Linked DNA regions of Mus musculus: regions 1, 2, 3, 4, 6 and 7 are each linked to region 5. A link is a contact called in public Hi-C, HiChIP or PLAC-seq and promoter capture Hi-C data. All regions are on one chromosome and are shown on one strand. The core of a region is the stretch at or near the end of the contact, and the rest is flanking DNA. Distances in the headings are between cores, read along the strand shown.

Region 1 (2,700 bases), core at 78-2,577, 1.1 Mb before region 5:
TTAGTAACCTAAATTCTACACTCATTCAAAAATACAGCCAATGAATCCAAGCAGTTAATATTCCCTTCAACAATGTTGCTATTCCAGTAACACAAGATAAAAGTCCTCAACACAGCACACATGACCAAGCATAAGTTCCCCAACAGTTGAGAAAACGTCCTCTACTTAAAAAGACTCAATTTCAAACTAAGTAATTCGGTACCTGAAGAGAAACAAGGTTTTCCTTCATTACCTAAATAATGTTCGTAAATAAAACTTAAAATGCACATTACAATGGTAATCACCACAGAAAAGCTGATTCATAAATTATAAGTAGGAAAAAGTAGCCCCTGGAAAGGGGTGGGCAGGTGCCTTGTTACTATGCAAAGATCAAGGTTTCAGGAAGCAAGCTGGACACATCACAACTTCAATAATGGCTGTAACAAAGTCATGTCCCAGAGTGTTACCCAAAGTTTGAGACTTTCTATGCAAAGAACTCTAAGTATGAAACTCCCGTGACTAAAAATTAAAACATTTCATTTCAGTTACTGCAACTTCAAACAAGACGACTCATTGCATTTACATTGCTGTTGGGTTTTCCTTTTTTTTTTTTTTAATTTTGGTATAATACACATAGCCACTAAGATTATAGAAACGTCTTCAAACCAAGAAAACTTAACAAATAATCTTAAACTTCCCACGGAAAGTTTGAAAAAGCACCAGGGAACCACTCGACACGCATCACCCGCCACGGGACTTACTACTATCTGGCTGACGCAGAGTCTGATACGGACATTGGAAACCTGTCTTCTGGGGGCAATTGTGCAGTATCTGAGATGAACGCACAGCACACACTGGCTATGGTATGAACTGTCTCTTACACATCATTATTCCCAGCTTGTTTTTCAGCCCACCTGAGCACACACAAACTCAGAAGCCAGTCAACAGTAACGGTGCTTTCTTATCACAAGTACAAGGAAGTCCCCGGCAGGAAGCGGCAGGAAAGGTGCTCATCACCCTGCGCGGCTACGGCCAGGTCGGGGCCGAGCAGTGCTCGCCAGTGCCCGGCCTTACCTCAGGAGTCCGCTCGGGCGGCTTCTTCCTCAGTGCCTGCCGAGCGCCGGGGTCCACGGGCGAGTTCATGTCCGCAGCCACAGGCTCCCTAGCCTGCGTCTAGCTGCCCATTCTCCAGCTCCGGGTGTACGCCAGCCCCACCGGGAGGGAAATGAGAACTGTCGCAGGGTCCAAACTCAAGCAAACAAGTCTTCGCAACGCCCGCCCAGGGCCTCAGCCCACGCGCGACTGGCCAGAAAGACGCCTGCGCGGGGGCGAGACTGGCCGAGAACGCATGCGCATGCGCACGACGCGCACACTAACGCCCGCCTGGCCGTGACGTAGAGAGATGGGCGTGGAGGGGGCGGAGAATGAGCGGCTTGGCTTTTCTTCGCGAGACTCCGCCTCGGTTACAGGATTGTAGTTTCCGCATACCCAGCTTCCGGTTGAGGTTCCGGAAATGCTACGAGGGCGTCGCCAAAAATAGACTATCGGGTAGAGCTGTGGGTAAGATGCTTTGGTTTAGCGCTCGAGTCCGGAAACCGCGGGGCTCTTATGGCCCCGCGGAAATCGAGGCTGCCATTCAGCAAGCGGGGAAGCCCACGCACCGCTCCGCAAGCCACGGATCTCGGGGCAGTACTCGCGCACCTAGCCCACCGCAACCTTGTGGCGTATTCTACGCGACTTTAAAAAACAAAAACAAACCACGAAATCGATAGTGAAAGCTGCCTCAAAAAAAAAAAAAAAAAGAAGAAGAAAAAAAAAGAGAGAAAGAAAAAAGCGTTTTGAAGACTAGAGCTATAGTTCAGAGTAGCCTGCTGGTCTAGCGTGCACCAGATTGTCTTGGCTTCTGTGTGCAGAATTTTAGGATTTTCCTTTAAAGGGTTTAATGACCAAAAAGCCTCAGGTGGACTAAGGAACTCCTGATTCGAAAGTTGACAGATAACACCTGTGGGCTGTCAGAATCCTTGCCTTCTGAGAAGATCAGCATGCCAACTTGGTATTTATTTAGCACTTTGAGACTGTAGGGGAACCGACCCGCAGGTGAAATCTTATATCCCAGAGGTTTTTTCCCGTCCTATAGAACTTCAGGCCCTCTGCACCACCTGTGCAGCTTCCACTCCCGTGGAGAAACTGGTGTCACTTGTTCTGATTAAAGGACAGAACTTCTGTGGAGGTAGATCTGCCCTTTTATTTCCACTTGCCTCCATCCTAATCTAACAACCTTGACTAAAATCTGGGCAGTGAGAGTGAGTGGGTGGGGGCTGCTTTAACCTAAGCAGTGCTCAGAGCAAACCTCTCCACTCCGTTTTGTATTGAATTTTACATTCTAGTCTCTAACAAAATAAAGACAGCTTCAGTTTTGTTACTTGTCCTTTGGAACAAGAAAAGCTGCAAAAACTGATTGTTATTATTCCTGTTATGATAAAAGTAACCCTAGGTTTATTTTGGCCCCCAGATTGAGCCAGAAGTAACAGGAGCTGTCAATCAATGGACATGAGTGCTGGGAACTTAACTCAGGCCCTCTCCGAGGGCACTGCTTGCTCATAAACCACAGAGACATCTCTGCAGCCTATTGTTTAGGTTTTTTTTTTTTTAATGTTTCTATTGTGTGTGGCATGTACCTCTGTGCTCATGGAAACATCTTATAGGAGAGTGTTTTTTCTT
Region 2 (2,700 bases), core at 110-2,609, 1.1 Mb after region 5:
TGGAGTCCCTTCCTGTACACCATGTGGAATAAAAAATAAAATAAAATAAAAGTCTGTGGAGGATGAGTTCAACCCTCCCCAAAAGCTCCTAGGTCTCCTAGGCAAATGTCAAGGTTTCTAAGGTGTCCTTGTGCATGCCCCAAGGCTTCGTGTTAATCGGATCATTTTATTCTTTCCCCCAAACTCAGTGAAGTGTATATAATTGCTCCTATTTCGCAGATGAGAAGATTGAAGTTTTAAATCTTCCTACCAGTGTGACCTTGGACAAACCGTGTAGAGTTGCGGGCCTCCAATCTGATGTCAGGCCCTGAAAACAGTTTCCAGAATGCACAGTTGCATTTGGCGACACAGAACACGGACTCCGTCCCCGAGGCCAAGGAGGCCAAGCGTATGGCTCCCTATGGGGTCTCGCTCTCAGTCCAGGCCCAGGTCCCTGTTCCTGCGGCCTAAGTCCACTCAGGGCAGCCCGTTCCGCCCGGGAAGACACTGGCATGCGCGGGAGGGACCCGGCGCCACCTACTCCGGGCGTGGGCCGGCTAGGGCGTGTAGGGGCTGGGGGATCCAGGGCATGGCCGTGCCTGGAGTTCGTCCTCTCGGCGGAGGAAGCTGGGTCTGCACAGGCCCTTGGAGCTGGTGGGGAAGGGCTTGGGCCGTGGGAGGGTCTCTACCAGATCCACACCGACGGGATCTAGAGCCAGAGGGCGCCGCCGGGAAGGTCACCTAGACCCGCGGCCCGCCGGGCCTCCACGCGGCCGCCCTTGCCCTTCCGCTCCTCGCATGTTCGAACCGCCCCTGGCTTCCAAATGCAGGTGCTCTGAACGCTCGAGCTAGAATCTGGGAGATCCGCTCTGCGCCCGCCCTCCAGGCCTCCTCTACAAGCCCGCTGCCCCTCCAGGCCCGCAATGATCGTCCCTGGTTCACCCTTCCCGGGGCCAAGCGCTTAGGCCCAGCGCCCTCGCCCGAACCTCCCTCGATCGCCTCCCTGGAGACTTCCCAGGAGCGCGACCCGAGGCCCTGGGGACTCAGGCATAGCCCAGGCCCTCTCCGCTGCGCCTACCTCGGAGGCGGTGACGGCGGGAGCAGCGGCAGCTACGGCGGGGGTTGCGGCGAGGAGGCTGGGAGCGCAGCGAACGGGCCGAGGGCGGAGCGGCGCAGATCGCGGCGGCGCGGACACGCCCCAGCTCTGCGCGCCGGACCCCGAAGCTCCGCCCTCGGCTCCACCCCGGACAGCGCCCAGACCAGTCTCGGGGTCTTCTTCCCACTCGCGAGCCGCGCTCTCGCCCTCTGCGGCTCTGTGATCATGTGTGGCCGCGCGTAAAGGCCTGCGTGCACTCTGGCACGGGGCGATAGGGAGGCGTGGGTCTGACGTGCGTGAGGTGTGTGCGTGCGCGGGGACACGCGGGTCACTGTTGCAGCCTCCAGGCTGCTGGAAGCATTTGGGAAGAGGGGGAGGGGAGCTTCCGGCACACAGAGCGGTGGCCTAGGGACCTCAGCGGATAGTGTCGCCGGAGTCGCCGAGGCTGCAAGTCACTCGGAGGCCCAGTGGGGACACTGGGCTCTGGAAGTGGCGCTGTATAGGTCAGAGCGGCTACTGTCCCCTCTGCTCCAACCTTGATTTCCGGAGCCTGCGACACGCCCGCGTGCGTCAGCGAGTCAGTTGCAAATTAAACTCTCCCGAGAGCCGGCTCCGCACTGTAAAGTTGCGTGCAATCTTCCCTAGTGTCAAAGCCTCTTTCCGCCATTTCCCAAGCATTTAAGAAATTAAAAAAGACAAAGTGGGTTTGTGAGACTGCGGAGTCTCGCTACGTGAGGTCACGCGGGTTCTGGATGTCTGCTTTCCTGCAGTGTAGAGAGGGCGGACACTTTTTCCCAGCCTGGTCTCAGCACGTGGCCTCCTGCCCTGTTGAGCGTGCCACACCAAGACTAACCAAATCAGGTTTGGAGAGTTTGTGAAATCACATGTGAGTGAAGACTTCACACCCTTTGCCTTCTACTAACAGACGTCCGAGGAGAATTCAGGCATTTGGGGTCCAGTAGAGGAGACGCCAGGTGGTTGCTCACAACCTGCTGTAGCTGAACAAGACAGCTGGGCATCCGCAGCCACTCTAGATTGAAAATGCTGTTCCGTGGGCTAAAGGAAGGGAACCAAGAGAGAGAGAGGCCGAGGAGAGGGAATGTAAGGGGGCCTAAGCCCATATCTAGTTAAGACTATGAGGGAAAGCCCTTCGAAATAGAATGTGGGCAAACAGATAGCTCCGTGGTACAGGGCTTGCTTTGCATTAGAAAGAACCTGTTCCCAAGTCTGCAGCTCTATCTACCCGGCAACAAACACCCAGCCCATTCCCGGAGTTAAAGCCAGGCAGGGAAAGCTGCTGAGTCACAGGGGCGTACAGGGAGGCAGAGTCGGAAGGACAAGACCTGGGGACACAAGATTTGTCTCCAAGAATCTTAACACTTGACCCAGAGCCCTGATGCCCAGGGCTGTGTGTCGTGGGTGGGCAGAAAGTCTGGCTTCTCGGAACTTCGCCCTGAGAGTCTTTCTTGGTTTTTTTTTTTGTTTTGTTTTATTTTTTGGGTTTTTTTTTTGTTTTTGTTTTTTGTTTGTTTGTTTGTTTGTTTTTTCCCGAGACAGGGTTTCTCTGTATAGCCTTGGCTGTCCTGGAACTAACACTGTAGACCAGGCCGGCCTCGAACTCAGAA
Region 3 (2,700 bases), core at 138-2,637, 1.4 Mb before region 5:
GGGAAGACAGGAGCAAAATTAACAGAATAAATTGTGCAGACTGTTCTGGGAACAGGAGAACAAGGGCAGATAGATGGGGGAAGGATTGAGCCTGTAGCAATGTAAAGAAGTGGGTTTAGGCTACGCATCATTGTTAAAGAAGATCTGAGTGGAGTTGAGGGGAGAAGGCAGACATTAGAGAATGTCCTAGTCCCTGAGTATAGACTGGACATTGCAAGCACCAGTGAGACTGGAGATGAATTCTGAGACCTATAGGGAAAAAAAAAAATCTCAGAGGCTTTGTCAGCCATTGTAAAGATGTTATCTTCTACAGTAACGGGAACACTGGTGGATTTTGATCGGATGAGACATGAGCTGACTCTCCTTGCGGGAGGATATTCTCCCTCTTGTTTTGACAACACAGTTTGTTGATGGTGGTCAGGGAGGTCATTTAAGAAAGCCACTGAAGTGTGACTGGGACCACGGATGACAGAAACAATGTAGATGAACAGTCTGATTTTCTTTTTGTTTGAATGTAGAACCACGCCAATTACCCTTATGGACAGAATGGATGTGAAATTGAGAATAAGAGGAACCAAGGAGTACTCCAGTTTTGTCACTGAACAAGCTAGAAATTTCCTATCAATAGTGATGGTCATGCAGCTCCCTGTCTGAGTATGTGTGGCTAGATTTCAGTGGGAAGGCGTCCATTTGTTTCTTGCTTCTGGGTGCCTAAAGTGTAAAGTTAATGTAGTCATAAAATGTGGTGGCTGAGGCAGGAGGACTGCTGTGAGTTCCAGGTCAGCCAGGGTTCTACTCCAAAAGTCCTTAAGCTTGTGACATACACTAGTAATCCCAGCGCTTGGGAGACGGAGGCAGGAGGATCACAAGATCCAGGCCATCCTTACCTATATAGTGAGTTTGAGGCCACTCTGGGGCTACAAAAAGGCCCTCCCTCAAACAACGTCAAAGCAAAACCAAAAAAAAAAAAAAAAAAAAAAAACCAAAAAAAAAAACGATCCCACAAGAAGTCACAGAGACGAACTTTTCAAATGCCAGGTAGATATTCTTGACTCTCCAATGAGTCAGTGATTCTGATTCCTTGAAAGTAACGTGATCTGAGCGTGAGAGACATCTGGTGCTGGCCAGCTCTGCCTAGCAGCGCCTTGCTCGCCCGGGCACGTCTACGGCTGGATCCGGACAGGAAGGTGCTGTGGCGCGAGGCAGCGGCATCCATCTTCCCCGTAGCCCACCCAGCGGTCACTCTTTGCGCGCCTAGCATCCCCTAGGTCTCGCCACTCCCTCACTGGGCGGGGCCTCACAGCTACCAGCCCGCCTACTGGGGGGGGACAGGGCGTGTCCTTGTAGTGGGGGCGTAGCCGCGCAGCCGCACACACCGCTTGTGGCTCCGCCTCTGCGCGCCAGAGCCTAGGCGGGAGGGCGGAGCCCGAAGCGGGGAGCGCAGCTGCTTGGTGTGTGGAGATCCTGGAAGCTTCGGAGCCGGCGCTCGGAGCCGCGCGGCTGGAGCAGGCGGCGGAGACAAAGGCGACGGTGAGTGAGGGAGAGGGCCCCACGTTGGCCCCGCCGCCCGAGGCGCCAAGTGTAGGGTCGCCACTCGGAAGGTTGAGGGCGAGCGCGGCCCGGGCCTCTCCGCGCTGCGGACTGGGGCAGCAGACTGGGGCTGCGGACTGACTGAGGCTGCGGCGGCTCCATTTTCCAGTCTGGGCGAGGTCCTCACGCGAGGACCGGCGTATGGTTCTCTTCATTCTCCGTGAGGCCAGCTTTCACCGTAGCCTGCACCTTCCCGATGGGGGAGGCGCTACGGACCCCTCCCCCAGTCCGCAGCCCCGCCAGTCTGGACCGGCGCGGAGCGGCTGGGCTCCCGAACCCCGACTCCCGCCCGGCCTGCCTGGGACCCCGAGAGAGGAAGCCGGGCCACTGCCTCGCAGTCGCTGCGGCGACTCTTACAGGTTGTTGCACCGGGAGCTCGCGGCCACGGTGGTGAGCATTACTAACGGGTGTGGTAGGTAGCGGCTCGCTGACGTCCGCATTTCGAGCTGAGGAGCAGCCCGGTGCCGGCTGATTTCAGGCAACCCTGGGAATTCCGTTTTAGCGGCAGTGATTGCTACTGCCGAGCTTTCCTGGAGGAGTTTGGTAGTGATGTGCAGAGCGCAGCACTGAGACGTTCTGGGCCTGGGAGTACAGCTCAGTGGTAGGGAACTTGCCTTGCATGTAGGAGGCGGCCCAGAGTAGTTCAGTTCCCCAGTACTCCCACCCGCCACAAAAAGAGGGGGGGGGGGGAAGAAAGAAAGAAAGAAAATTAAATGCTCTTAAAGGACCCTTGCTTAGTAAAATATTGATATAATGAATGAATCTTAAAACACCACACAGAACTGTTCCTACTAGTAAGATGAGGCACATAGCTTCTTGACTCAGATAAAGGACTATTGGAAAGAATGCCTAGCAAGTTTCTGTCCCCCATCCCCATGTAAACTATTAATAATTAGTTGGTCATTATTGCCAGCCAGCATAGCAGATAGTACCTTTGAGATGTGAAATTTTTGAGAGAAGTTGGCTTACAGATTTCTGTTTCTCAGCAGGCCTGATTTCTCCTTTTCTTTGAAAATAATTGAGAAAGATGTTTGGGGTGCATTTTGAGGTCTAGCTTTCTATGTAGTAGGAGTAAAGATGTGTGTGGGCTTTGGAGGGACTGTGGCATGG
Region 4 (2,700 bases), core at 108-2,607, 1.0 Mb after region 5:
TTACAGACTGTTGCTCTAGATGATTAAAGATCAAAATTATGTCTGCATCCACCAGGGAAATCCTCATTACATTCTACCCAAGATATAAGAGCCTTGGAAAACCTAGTCTTTCCTCCCACAGACTCCAAAACCCTCCAGTTAGGGCAGTCAGCTGCCTGCTTTCAGTGCTGCTGAGGAAGGAAACTATGTATGCAACCCAGCACTGTAATAAAGGGACGGGTGATTGGCTGGAGAGTCTCCCTGGGCAAAGAAGGAAGTCAGCCCCAGTTCACATTAAGTTTTCATCTGAAAAAAAAAATCAATAAAGACTTGGGGAGAAAATGATTGCACGCTGGACAGAAAGAAAAATATGACTACTCAACAATGCTCAGTTTCTCCTGCTAAATCTCTGCCTCGGTTTACAGATTTCACTTTCAAGAACGGCTTTAATATCCTGATTTATGCTATAGCATCTGCAAGAAAAGAAAGTTTTTCTCAAATGAGGCGAGAGGGCGTTCGGTAAAACCTCAGCTCAAGGAAGGGCATCTGCCGCAGACACGCTCTCTCCCTTTGTTTCTAAACTCTACTCCTCCTCCAAGGCCCTCAGCCGGTCAGCGTCCCCGGACTCTGCCTCTACACCAAAAGCCCCAGAACTTCTCAGACCTCAGAGATGGAATCCACAAACAGCTCCTCCCCTCTTCCACTCTGGAACAGTCAATCAATTCAGTCCCAACACTGGGTCGCTGTCCCTATCTTTATCTCTGACCTCACCATTTCGAAGGGGAAAACAAAACAAAAACTTGCCTAGCCTTGCTTGTCCCTCTAACCTCAAGCATCTCTCTTAACATCACTCTCCCCAACTCCGACTATCTCTTCGGCCTGTTTCCTATCCAGTCTGCGAGATCTCTGTACTCCCCATTTTGGGGACCTCCCCCCTCCACACCGAGCGCCCTTCCTCCAGGGAGTGTATTCTCAGAGACTCCGTCCACGACACGGGGACTTCCCGTCCCCGCCCACCTACTCGGGTCTCTGAATCTCACAACCCCACTTCTCAGGCCTGGGGAGACCGCACTGGGAGCGCTTCCCAACTCGGGCCCAGCCCTGGGCGCGGGAACTCGGCCGGTGGGAACCACCGTGAGTCGGCGGCGCTCCGTCCCCGTCGGGCCCGACCCGGTCCCTCGCCGTCTCCCTGCGTTCATTACCAGAGCACAGGACGGGCACGAGCAGCAACGCCAGCACCAGAGATCGCGCCAGAGCCCCGAGGCCCCGGGCGCCCGGCCCGGGAGACAGCTTCTCTCGTGCAGCCCCGCACATTCTGCCCAGGGCGGAGGCGGCCATAACGGACTCGGCCCCCGAGCCTGCGCTGTTGCTAGGTTCTGCGAGGTGACGTCAGATACGCGTCCGAAGCGCACTCCCGAAGCAGCTACGTCCCGGCGTGATGACGTTGCATCTCTGAACCCGAAAGGTTAGCGTGGGAGTGTAGAAAAGGGTGCTTAAAAAAAAAAAAAAAAAAAAAGGCGAATGGGACGGATTTATTTTCAACTGGTGGTTTTTTGTTTTGCTCTGTGGTTTATCGTTGTCATCTTTGAGATGTATTTCAGGGGTCATCGCTTAAGAGCACTGGCTGATTCCCCCAGAGCTCCTGGGTTCGATTCCAAGCACCCCTGTATGTGAGGACTCACACCCATCTGTCCCAGGGTATACGGTGCCCTCTTTAGGCATCCTCAAACACTAGACGTATAACTGATGCAGAAACTCATAAGTAAAACAACTACACACAAGTTTAATACACTTAAGAAAGATTATATATATATATATGGAGCTGGAGAGAATGTTCAGCTGTTGAGAGCATTTGCTACTCTTGCAAAGGACTGGGTTTGGTTCCCAGCACTCAGATTAAACAGCTCACAGCCACCTCTAACTCCAGTTCCAGGGGATCTGACTATAAGACCTCTTTTGATCTCCACAGGCATTAGGCATATGGGGTACACAAACATATATGCAAGCAATCATTTCTGAATTAAAACTAGCCAGGTGTGATAGTGCATATCTTTAGTTTCAGCACTCAGGACGCAGAAGCAGGTAAATCTAAGTGAATTCGAGTCCAGCCTGGTCTACAAAGCGATTATAGAACAGCCAGGGCTACACAGAGAAACCCTGTCTCAAAAAATAATAATGATAAAATAAGCATTAAAGAAACAATAAAGAAAGAGTAAAATTGTGTGTAAGTTCAAATGCCCTCCAGTGCCAGAAGAGGGCGTCTACTCCCCTGGAGCTGGAGGTTGCTGTGATTATGAGCCACCCCATGTGGCTCCTGGGAACCACACCCTGGTCCTCTACAAGCACAATTGCTCTAAACTGTTGAATAATTTCTCCAGCACCCTTTTGGTTTTGGTTTTGAAACAAGATCTCAAGTGGCCCAGGCTGGCCTCAAAATTCCTTTTTTTTTTAATTTTATTTTTTAATTAGGTATTTTCTTCATTTACATTTCAAATGCTATCCCAAAAGTCCCCCATATCCCCCCCCACTCCCCTACCCACCCACTCCCACTTCTTGGCCCTGGCGTTCCCCTGTACTGAGGCATATAAAGTTTGCAAGACCAAGGGGCCTCTCTTCCCAATGATGGCCGAGCCGACTAGGCCATCTTATGCTACATATGCAGCTAGAGACACAAGCTCCGGGGGTACTGGTTAGTTCATATTGTTGTTCTACCTATAGGGT
Region 5 (2,700 bases), core at 171-2,670:
ATATTTTAAAATGTAGTGACAGTACAATATCCTGATGCCCTTGTTTTGGTCTACAATTCACTTGACTATACTTTGGTTGAAAAATCTTGAGACATCAGCAAATGCAATTAAATAGACATCGTATTTATTCTTTAACCAACCACCCAGATGGCAGAAATCAGGACAGTGTTTTAGTCCTTGATTAAAGTATTTGTGTCCCGGCCTTGGAGGTGAGATCAAGCTAGATAATGTTTAAGGAAAATGGGGGCAGGGTGGAGGTGGGGGGGAGAATGTGCAGGTGCACCATGAAAGGCTATCTAGCACCCCTTGGAAGGAGACTATCTCTTGGGAGAAAGTCAAAACACACTAATGACACAGGATAAAAAAAAAATCAGTTTGCCCAGCACCAGATAGATAAGGCTGAAGTACTCTTGCAAAACTGAAGCTCACCGCCAAACTGCCCCAGTTTGATTGCCAGATTATTTACAGCCAGTTAACCCATTTACAGCCACTGAGAGGAGGAGAAAGGGCGGTGAGTCCCACAGGATAATATTAGCTAGGAGAATGAATGCACTTTAGAGAAAACATAACAGTTCCTTAGAGAGTGGGGTCTGGGTTTGATGACACACTCAGCCCAAACCCACCACTTTCTCCTTGGCTCCCATCACCACTATGTGCGTCTGACAACTGCCACACTCGTTCGTGGCTGAACTGGGAGAAACGTTTATGTCACATCTTGGACAAGTCTACAGCCTGCCAGTGGCTTGCTAGGCAGTGTGTACCAAAGCTCTAGATCCGTGTCCTTAATTTTGTACTGTGGTCAGTGAAGGCCCTTTTGGTTATGAGGACCACATATACCTGGTGGAGAGTAAGGGACAGCAGAAGAACGAGGAGAACAAGTCTTTTTGTTTTTTCTTTTTAATTTTTGAGCAGCTGCCGGCTGTTATGCAAAGGCCTGGTACTGAGCGGAAAGGACCGCCTCTTGGAACACCCAGGTGCTCCTAAGCCACGCCCATCACCCTAATCCGCGCCCCATGCACCTATAGGCCCCGCCCCGTGCACCTCTCGACGGGGGACCTTACGGACGTATCCACCTAAGATCCCCAGGGTGGCTAATAAGCCCCGCCCACTTGCTTGGCACCCCTCCCACCAAGCCACCATTCCTCTTCAAGCCCCGCCCCTTGGCAACATCAACCTCTCCCGTGCGTTCACTACTTACCGTAAGCCCACAAGCACCTCTATAAGCCCCACCCACGTGTCGCTAGAAGCGCCTCTAAGCTCCGCCCAGCCCTCTTGGTACTGGTCCTTTCCGGCTACACGAAGGTCAGGCCACGCCCACTCAGGTCAACTGACAATTTTTTTTTTGAGTCTCCCCCTTGAGATCGAAAGAAAATGGTAGTTCCCGGAAATGACTTCACGTTCTCTAGGCTCGGCTTCCGCTCCTCCCGGAAGTGACGGGCGAAAGCCGGCTCAGAGCTCTGGAGGTAGAGGTGACCGATCCTGGGGGTCGGTGTTAGGCCGTGGGAGGTTTTTCGCGAGACTGAGCCACGCGTCTATCTTCTGTCCCAGGGCCGCCGTCACCATGGGCCGCGAGTTTGGGAACCTGGCGCGGATACGGCACGTGATCTCCTACAGCTTGTCGCCCTTTGAGCAGCGCGCCTTCCCAAGCTATTTCAGCAAAGGCATCCCCAACGTGCTGCGCCGCACTCGCGAGCGCATCCTGCGCGTGGCGCCGCGTGAGTGCGGGGCGGGCGGGGTACAGCCGCGCACCTCTCCTTCCGACGCCCTCGCGGGGCAGACGTGGAGGAGTTCTTATCATATCGAAATGACTGGCCTAAGGTCACTTGGGTGACTCCAACGGCTCCCTCTGAGGTCATCGCTGGCCACTATCTGTGATGAAAGGCTGATGCAATCAGTGTCTTGTGTTAGATGTGCGGCCGATTTTGCTGTCGGTTTCATGGCATTGTGAATATCCGTGAAGGTGCACTTAAATTTGATGGAGAGGTTGAGGCCCGATCTTGCTGTAGAAGCCAGGCTGGCCTTAAACTTGAGATTTTACTGCCCTCTCCTCGGGACTGTTGGCTGGAATTGTAGGCATGCGCCAGCACAACAGTACTTTTTAAAATGGTGAAGATTATGTTAGGTAAATTCCGTGATTTTTTTTTTTTTAATTTGGTGTTAACTAGGAAAGCGAAGGCCACATCTTCCTGGGCTGATATCTTTGTTTTGGTTGCTTATAAAATGGTTGTGTACTATAACCATTTTGAACCTCTTATTAAAAGTAGTTTCTGGTCATAATGGTGTCTACATTTAATCCCCAGCAATCCTGAGACAGAAGCAGGTGGATCTATGTAGTTTTGAGGGAGTTCTAGACCAGCAAGGGCCTTATACTGTGAGCTTGTCTTAATACAGCAACAGAAACTTAGGGCTGGGGATGGTTCAACATCTTTCCTGCTCTTTCAGAAGATCCAGATTCCATTCCTAGCACCCATATGGTGGCTTACAATCATCTGTGACTTAAGTCCTGAGGGATTTGCCATTCTCTTACTCCCTTAGTCACCTCGGTATGCCCTGAGCCACAGCACGCACGCATGCCTTTAATCCCAGTGCTTAGGAGGCAGAGGCAGGCAGATCCCTGAGTTCATGGACAGCCAGGCTTACACAGAGAAAGAAACCCTTTCTCCAAAACCAAACAAACAGTTGAAGCTAGGGACAGTAGAA
Region 6 (2,700 bases), core at 118-2,617, 1.7 Mb before region 5:
ACTTAGAAGGTAGAGGCAGCAGAATTAATAATTCAGGGGCAGTCTGGGCTATATATGAAGTTTAAAGCTAGCCTTGGCTATGTGAGACTATGCCCTCCCCCTCAAAGAAAGAGATATTTGTAAAATAATTAAAATATATAAATTACATATTTGTTGTTAGTTGATTTCTGACTATTAAGAACTAAGAGAAATATGCCTATGGTATTTCAAGTAGATATTTCATGACTTCGGAAATTATCATTGAAATGAACTGAATTGAACTGAGTACTTTTGGGGAGTGTGGGGTGTGTGTGTGTGTGTGTGTGTGTGTGTGTGTGTGTTGTGACTATAATACCCAGAATGCAATTCAAGGCCAAAGGTAACTACAAATGAATTTCATTAGAGTAAATGGATGTGGGTGGTTGTGGTAACACCAGCACTATCAGAGTAGAGGCAAGAAAATCAGGTTTTCAAGGTCACACTGGCTTTGTGGTAACACCAGCACTATCAGAGTAGAGGCAAGAAAATCAGGTTTTCAAGGTCACACTGGCTATCTGGCTAATCAGAGGCCAGCCTGGGCACCACAAGGCCCTATCTCAAAAAACTAACTCTCCAAAGCCAGAGTTTATGGCTGTTAATTTCTCTTGTACAACCAACTTTTTCTGTGGGTCAGACATTTCTCAAAATAAAACCATCAGAAATAATTGTTTTGAAAAGGAAATCAAAAAAAAAAGGGGTGGGGGGCTGGAGAGATGCCTCAGCGGTTAAGAGCACTGACTGTTCTTCCAAAGGTCCTGAGTTCAATTCCCAGCAACCACATGGTGGCTCACAACCATCTATAATGAGATCTGACACCCTCTTCCGGGGTGTCTGAAGACAGCTACAGTGTACTCACATATAACAAATAAATAAATCTTTTTTTAAAAAATAGAAAAAAGAAAGAAGAAAAGAAAAGAAAATGAGATCCATCCTAAACAGTAACTTATTTCCCTTGTCCTTGTCTTCCTTCCCAGGTACGTTGTGAGCTTCCTGCTGATCGTCACTCAGCTGGGCTTCTGCAGCGTGTACTTCATGTTTCTGGCGGACAACTTACAACAGGTAAAGAGGGGTCTTCTGGGCAGAGTGGGTGGGAGGAGAGCAGACCTCCCGATGCTGGGGCTGTTAGTGTCTGCCCATATTAGACCACAGTTGAGACCAGAGCAAAGCCAAAGCCCCTAACCTTTAGGCTGGAAAGCATCTCAAGTTGTCACATCCAAGATATCTAACGAGCGGTCACGTTCCCCTCATCTCGTTCCTAATGCAGGCAAGTCAGACAGAGCCTTCTTTTACAACAGCTTTGTGAGACAGAGGAGCACACCCAGCCAGACAGGAAGAACAGTGTGCCTTGTAACAGAGGGACTGTTTGAGCAGAGGATGCTCAATGCTCAGCCCCGCCCCGCTTCACCCACAAAGTCTAAAAAGGATGTGCTAATGTAACAGAAACTCCTTTCTAGTCATGTGAGCGGGGAAACCACCACTTCACAGGGAAGAAGAGATTGTCTAGCAGACAGAAAGAGCCTTGTGCCTTTGGGCTTCAGGATGCTCAATGTTTCCCATCGTCAGAATCACACGCACTACAGTAAGGCGGTTAGGTTTGCCCAGTAAAATGCAGGACACCCAAAACCAGACACAGAGGTTCACATCCATAACACCAACATTTGGAAAACAGAAGCAGAATGATCAAAAGTTCAAGGTCATTCTCAGCTATGCGGCAAGGCTGAGGCCAACTCTGAAGGATATGCGAGACCCTGTCTAAAGTGCTTGTCTGCTTGTCTTGCCAGCCCAAGGGCCTGGGTACCATCTCCCAGGATCCCCATATTTAAAAAAAAAAAAAAAAAAAAAAAAAAAAAAAAGCCAGGTTTGGGCTAGAGAGATGGCTCAGCAGTTAAGAGAACCAAGTGCTCTTCCAAGGGTCCTGAGTTCAATTTCCACCAACTATATGGTAGTTCACAACTATTTATCTGAAGTGGGATTCGATGCCCTCTTCTGGTGTGTCTGACTACAGTGTACTCTCATACATAAAATAAATACATAAATCTAAAAGAAAAAAAAAAAAACCTAGGCTTTCTGGCCTGCAGCTGTAATTCAGTGCTGAGGAGGCAGAAGCAGACGGATACCTGCAGCTCACTGGAGGGCCAGCCTAGCCTAACTTGCCCAGTACCAGGCTAATGAGAGACCCTCTCTCAAAAGCAAGGAGGGCCACATCTGAGGAACATTACTGATTTTGTCCTCTGGAGCCCCCAGCACCACACACATGAGTGCAGAGACACAGAGAAGACACGTATTGATGCAGCTGTAGCGATGGCTCAGCAGTTAAAAGCACTTGTTGCTCTTTCGGAGGATATAGACCTGGGTTCGGTTCTCAGCACCCACATGGTGGCTCAAAGCCATCTGAAACTCCAGCTCCAGGGGACCTGACTTCCTTTTTTGGCCTCTTCCAGGACTGGGCATGTACATGATGTATAGGCAAACATTTCATACAAATAAAATTAAGTAAATCTAAAAATGTCTTAAGGATTCACTTATTTTATGTGCATGAATGTTTTGCCTGCATAAATATATGTGCACTACAGACTCATGAGAGTCAGAGGAAGGTATTGGCACTCCTGGAACTGTGAGCCACAGTGTGGGTACTGGGAATGAAACTCATGTCCTCTGTAAGAGCAACCAGTGTTTTTTAGC
Region 7 (2,717 bases), core at 3-2,502, 1.4 Mb after region 5:
GAGTGAGCAGTGGAGTCTCATGCGCTTCCCCCTTCTTGAGTTAAAGAATTCCGCATCTACTACACTGTTCCGGTCCCTAGAACTAACAAATCCCCAATACAGGGCTAGAAGCTGAGCACGGAAATTCCAGGAGCCAGCTGGGGGCTGTGGTGGTCAATGCTTCGGGAATCGGCTATGAATCAACCCCCCACACCGCACTTCCGGTCCATTTGGTCCCTCTTTGCTATTGTATAAAGCTTGTAATGAGTTACCTCAGAGTCGAGCTCTAACTCCCACCCATGTCTGCAGGATCTCTCCCCTGATCTGAATCATTTTTGTAGGTTTCTTTGACAACCAGCAGCATTGATATGCTCTAAAATCACACCCACTCACTTCTTGAAAAACACAATTGTGCCCCACCGCAGGCAAATTCACAGATTCCAATTCAAAGACTCCATAGATGGAGTCTTTAAGGTTTGGGCAATCTATTCCACTCTCATTTCTGTATAAATTCTAAGTATGGAAATTCCATTAGCAGGAACAGGCTATTGATGCAAATGCCCTTAATCCCATCTCATTTGCACCGACCTAGCATTCAAAGCCGTTCATTACAAGGCTTTGCCACACTTTCAGTACCTGTCCCACGTACCAGAGTTGCTAAGCCACTTGAAACACAGAATTAAGTCCAGATTTTTTTTTTGTTGTTCCGTTTTAAAAGACTCAGAATGCAAGCGGCTCCTTCCACAATGTCTCCTTTTGCAAAGCCCCAGTACTTTGGGACCAAAAGAATAATGTATGACTAGAGGTGTCAACTCCTTATACTCAAGGACCTGCTTTGTTAGACCTGAAACCAGAGCCAGGCTAGGCCATCACGTGACCTGCTCTGATGGCGTCACAGGCACACGTGGTTCTAGATACTTCGCTCCCTCCCCCTCAGGGGTGGATTGTTGACAGCGGCGCTGGCGGTCACGTGACTTGACGTCACCCCCCCCCCCACCTCCTCTCCTCCGAAATCTCAGGCTCCGGATGCACCACTCTCTCCCCGTCCGGCCGAACTTGAAACTAGCGACGGGGGGAGCGAGGCGAGGTAGCGTGTGGGCTCCGAGGGCGTTGGGCCGGGCCGTGTTCAGCGTGAGCACGGAGCGGATCCTCCGTAGTTGCCCGCAAGCAACAAGCCCGGAAGGCCGCCTTCTGCCCCTCCGGTGCGGCGCGCGCGCCCGCTCGCCCCGCCCCCTCTCCCCCCTCCCGCGGTGGTACTGGCGGAGGGCGGAGGGATCTGGAGGCGGCGGAGGGAGACGTCATTGCAGGGTTGTTTGTGCAGTCTCGGTGGCGGCGGCGACCCACAGTGATTCGGCCGCTGCGCCGGGGGGTGGGGGGGCTGAACGGGACTCTTTTCTTTCAGACTGACCGCGGGGCAGCTGCGGAGCATGTCGACCCCGGCCCGTAGGAGGCTCATGCGGGATTTCAAGCGGTAAGGGCCCTCGTCTTAGCCCAATATGACGGCCTCTTCCCGAAGCCATGGACTGTAGGGCGGGGATTCCGGATATCTTCCTCCTGGTGACCCTGAGGAGGCGGGCAGTGGGCCTGCGGGACCCACGGCAGTCCCGGCTTCCCGGTGGCTCTTACTCCCTCGCTTCATACCTCCCTCTGTCTGGAGTAAAGATGGTCGGTACTACAGCCTCCTGCCCTTCCCCCCCAAAAGTAGGAAGGTGGCCATCGCTGGGCCTAGGTGTCCCAGAGGCCCACCTAGGGCAGATGCAGACGCTTCACCTCCCGCCTCTGCACCCTGCAGTGTCCCCTCCCCAGGTGGTGCGAGTGAGCTGCTCCTGAGGCTCCGGCCTCGCCTGGCGGACCAGTCCAGCTTTGTTACAGGGCCCCGTGATCTCCTGTTGGTAGTGAGAGGTTGGGGTGAATACTGCCCCAAATCTCTCCCTTTCTGCAGTGGTGAGGGTGGGGTCTGCTGCGCGAGGTCCGGAGGTGGTTAGCCCATCCCCCGAAACCCGATCTGCCCCCGCCCACCTGGAAGGACCTTGAGAACTGGCTCGGGAAACCTGGGCCTGGAGCTAGCCACTTGGCCTGCCAGTGCCTTCTGGAACTAAGATCTGGCCGCGGAATAAAAGCCTATCTATAGCCTCCCCAGCCTGGAAAAATGCCTTCCGTCAGACTGGAGCTAATCTGATACTCCACCTGGGCCTCCTTTTGGAAAATAGGGGTTTATAGGAAATGTGGGGCTTGAAGGAAGAAGATGACCTCTCCCAGTTGTTTACCTCTCCTTGGAAACGTACAAGTGCAGAAACAGTAGACTAGATACTAGTTTTCTTTCTGGGCAGACCCGCTGTGATTGAGACAAATCTGTAATATAAAAACTTAGATTTGCCTCTCAGGAAGCAACTGCTCAACTTTCCCATTATAAAGCCCTTTATGAGAGAGAGAGAAAAAAAAGCCCTTTATGAGGCATTTGGAAGCTATTGTCTTGGGACCTGGACAACTTCATCATTTAATTCGTTGCTGATTTTAGCCACACAATTGAGGAATGAAGCAGTAAATTCGTCCCTCTCAGTCCTGTTAGTGACCTAATCTGCTTGAGGTTGACCAGTTTGCCAAGTGTCCACTTAAAAATCACAACATACTTTGTGAGATGGACAGGTTTTTGTTGTTGTTTGTTTGCTTGCTTTTTTTTTGTTTGTTTTTTGTTTTTCAAGACAGGGTTTCTTTCTCTGTGTAGCCCTGGCTGTCCT

Evidence for each region. Promoter capture Hi-C pulls out the DNA fragments that hold promoters and counts their contacts. A called contact is a pair of places that touch in the nucleus more often than the background predicts. HiChIP or PLAC-seq counts read pairs in DNA pulled down with a chosen protein or histone mark. Capture Hi-C pulls out chosen DNA fragments and counts their contacts.
Region 1: a contact with region 5 is called in a promoter capture Hi-C map of liver, with 4 times the contacts expected there. The contact joins the promoter of Rapgef6 here to the promoter of Uqcrq in region 5. A contact is called at or near these places in 2 of 39 promoter capture datasets (liver and pre-B cells), 1 of 484 Hi-C or Micro-C datasets (B cells), 2 of 115 datasets of contacts at active chromatin or transcription factors (astrocytes and pancreatic cancer cells) and 3 of 9 other capture datasets (adipose tissue, liver and pancreatic islet).
Region 2: a promoter capture Hi-C map of embryonic stem cells shows a contact between it and region 5, with 6 times the contacts expected there. The contact joins the promoter of Vdac1 here to the promoter of Uqcrq in region 5. A contact is called at or near these places in 1 of 39 promoter capture datasets (embryonic stem cells), 2 of 484 Hi-C or Micro-C datasets (embryonic stem cells and muscle stem cells), 12 of 115 datasets of contacts at active chromatin or transcription factors (cardiomyocytes, differentiating embryonic stem cells, embryonic forebrain and 5 more) and 1 of 9 other capture datasets (liver).
Region 3: a contact with region 5 is called in a Hi-C map of B cells, with 6 read pairs. The contact joins the promoter of Cdc42se2 here to the promoter of Uqcrq in region 5. A contact is called at or near these places in 1 of 484 Hi-C or Micro-C datasets (B cells) and 2 of 9 other capture datasets (liver and pancreatic islet).
Region 4: a contact with region 5 is called in an H3K27ac HiChIP or PLAC-seq map of extraembryonic endoderm stem cells, with 16 times the contacts expected there. The contact joins the promoter of 9530068E07Rik here to the promoter of Uqcrq in region 5. A contact is called at or near these places in 5 of 39 promoter capture datasets (the SN4741 cell line, cranial neural crest, embryonic stem cells and 2 more), 1 of 484 Hi-C or Micro-C datasets (embryonic stem cells), 11 of 115 datasets of contacts at active chromatin or transcription factors (astrocytes, embryonic forebrain, embryonic limb bud and 7 more) and 1 of 9 other capture datasets (liver).
Region 6: a promoter capture Hi-C map of adipose tissue shows a contact between it and region 5, with 3 times the contacts expected there. The contact joins the promoter of Slc36a3os here to the promoter of Uqcrq in region 5. A contact is called at or near these places in 1 of 484 Hi-C or Micro-C datasets (B cells) and 2 of 9 other capture datasets (adipose tissue and liver).
Region 7: a FOXA1 HiChIP or PLAC-seq map of pancreatic cancer cells shows a contact between it and region 5. The contact joins the promoter of Ube2b here to the promoter of Uqcrq in region 5. A contact is called at or near these places in 3 of 39 promoter capture datasets (embryonic stem cells, liver and pre-B cells), 1 of 484 Hi-C or Micro-C datasets (uterus) and 5 of 115 datasets of contacts at active chromatin or transcription factors (astrocytes, embryonic stem cells, extraembryonic endoderm stem cells and 2 more).

The regions. Positions count from the first base shown.
Region 1 is chr11:54,521,472-54,524,171 of GRCm38.p6, reverse strand. Rapgef6 (Rap guanine nucleotide exchange factor (GEF) 6) reads right to left here and starts at 1,327. Exons shown (of 29, transcript NM_001252494.1): 1 at 1,054-1,327. The coding sequence starts at 1,122.
Region 2 is chr11:52,359,510-52,362,209 of GRCm38.p6, reverse strand. Vdac1 (voltage-dependent anion channel 1) reads right to left here and starts at 1,359. Exons shown (of 9, transcript NM_011694.6): 1 at 1,058-1,359.
Region 3 is chr11:54,786,390-54,789,089 of GRCm38.p6, reverse strand. Cdc42se2 (CDC42 small effector 2) reads left to right here and starts at 1,387. Exons shown (of 6, transcript NM_178626.3): 1 at 1,387-1,530.
Region 4 is chr11:52,395,085-52,397,784 of GRCm38.p6, reverse strand. It overlaps 9530068E07Rik (RIKEN cDNA 9530068E07 gene), which reads right to left and starts at 1,357. Exons shown (of 3, transcript NM_153117.2): 1 at 1,182-1,357. The coding sequence starts at 1,317.
Region 5 is chr11:53,429,551-53,432,250 of GRCm38.p6, reverse strand. Uqcrq (ubiquinol-cytochrome c reductase, complex III subunit VII) reads left to right here and starts at 1,420. Exons shown (of 2, transcript NM_025352.3): 1 at 1,420-1,715. The coding sequence starts at 1,562. It also overlaps a transcript of Gdf9 not described here.
Region 6 is chr11:55,135,666-55,138,365 of GRCm38.p6, reverse strand. It overlaps Slc36a3os (solute carrier family 36 (proton/amino acid symporter), member 3, opposite strand), which reads right to left and starts at 1,367. Exons shown (of 2, transcript NR_167707.1): 1 at 1,199-1,367. It overlaps Slc36a3 (solute carrier family 36 (proton/amino acid symporter), member 3), which reads left to right. Exons shown (of 11, transcript NM_172258.4): 6 at 993-1,077.
Region 7 is chr11:51,999,026-52,001,742 of GRCm38.p6, reverse strand. It overlaps Ube2b (ubiquitin-conjugating enzyme E2B), which reads left to right and starts at 1,252. Exons shown (of 6, transcript NM_009458.5): 1 at 1,252-1,450. The coding sequence starts at 1,407. It also overlaps a transcript of Cdkl3 not described here.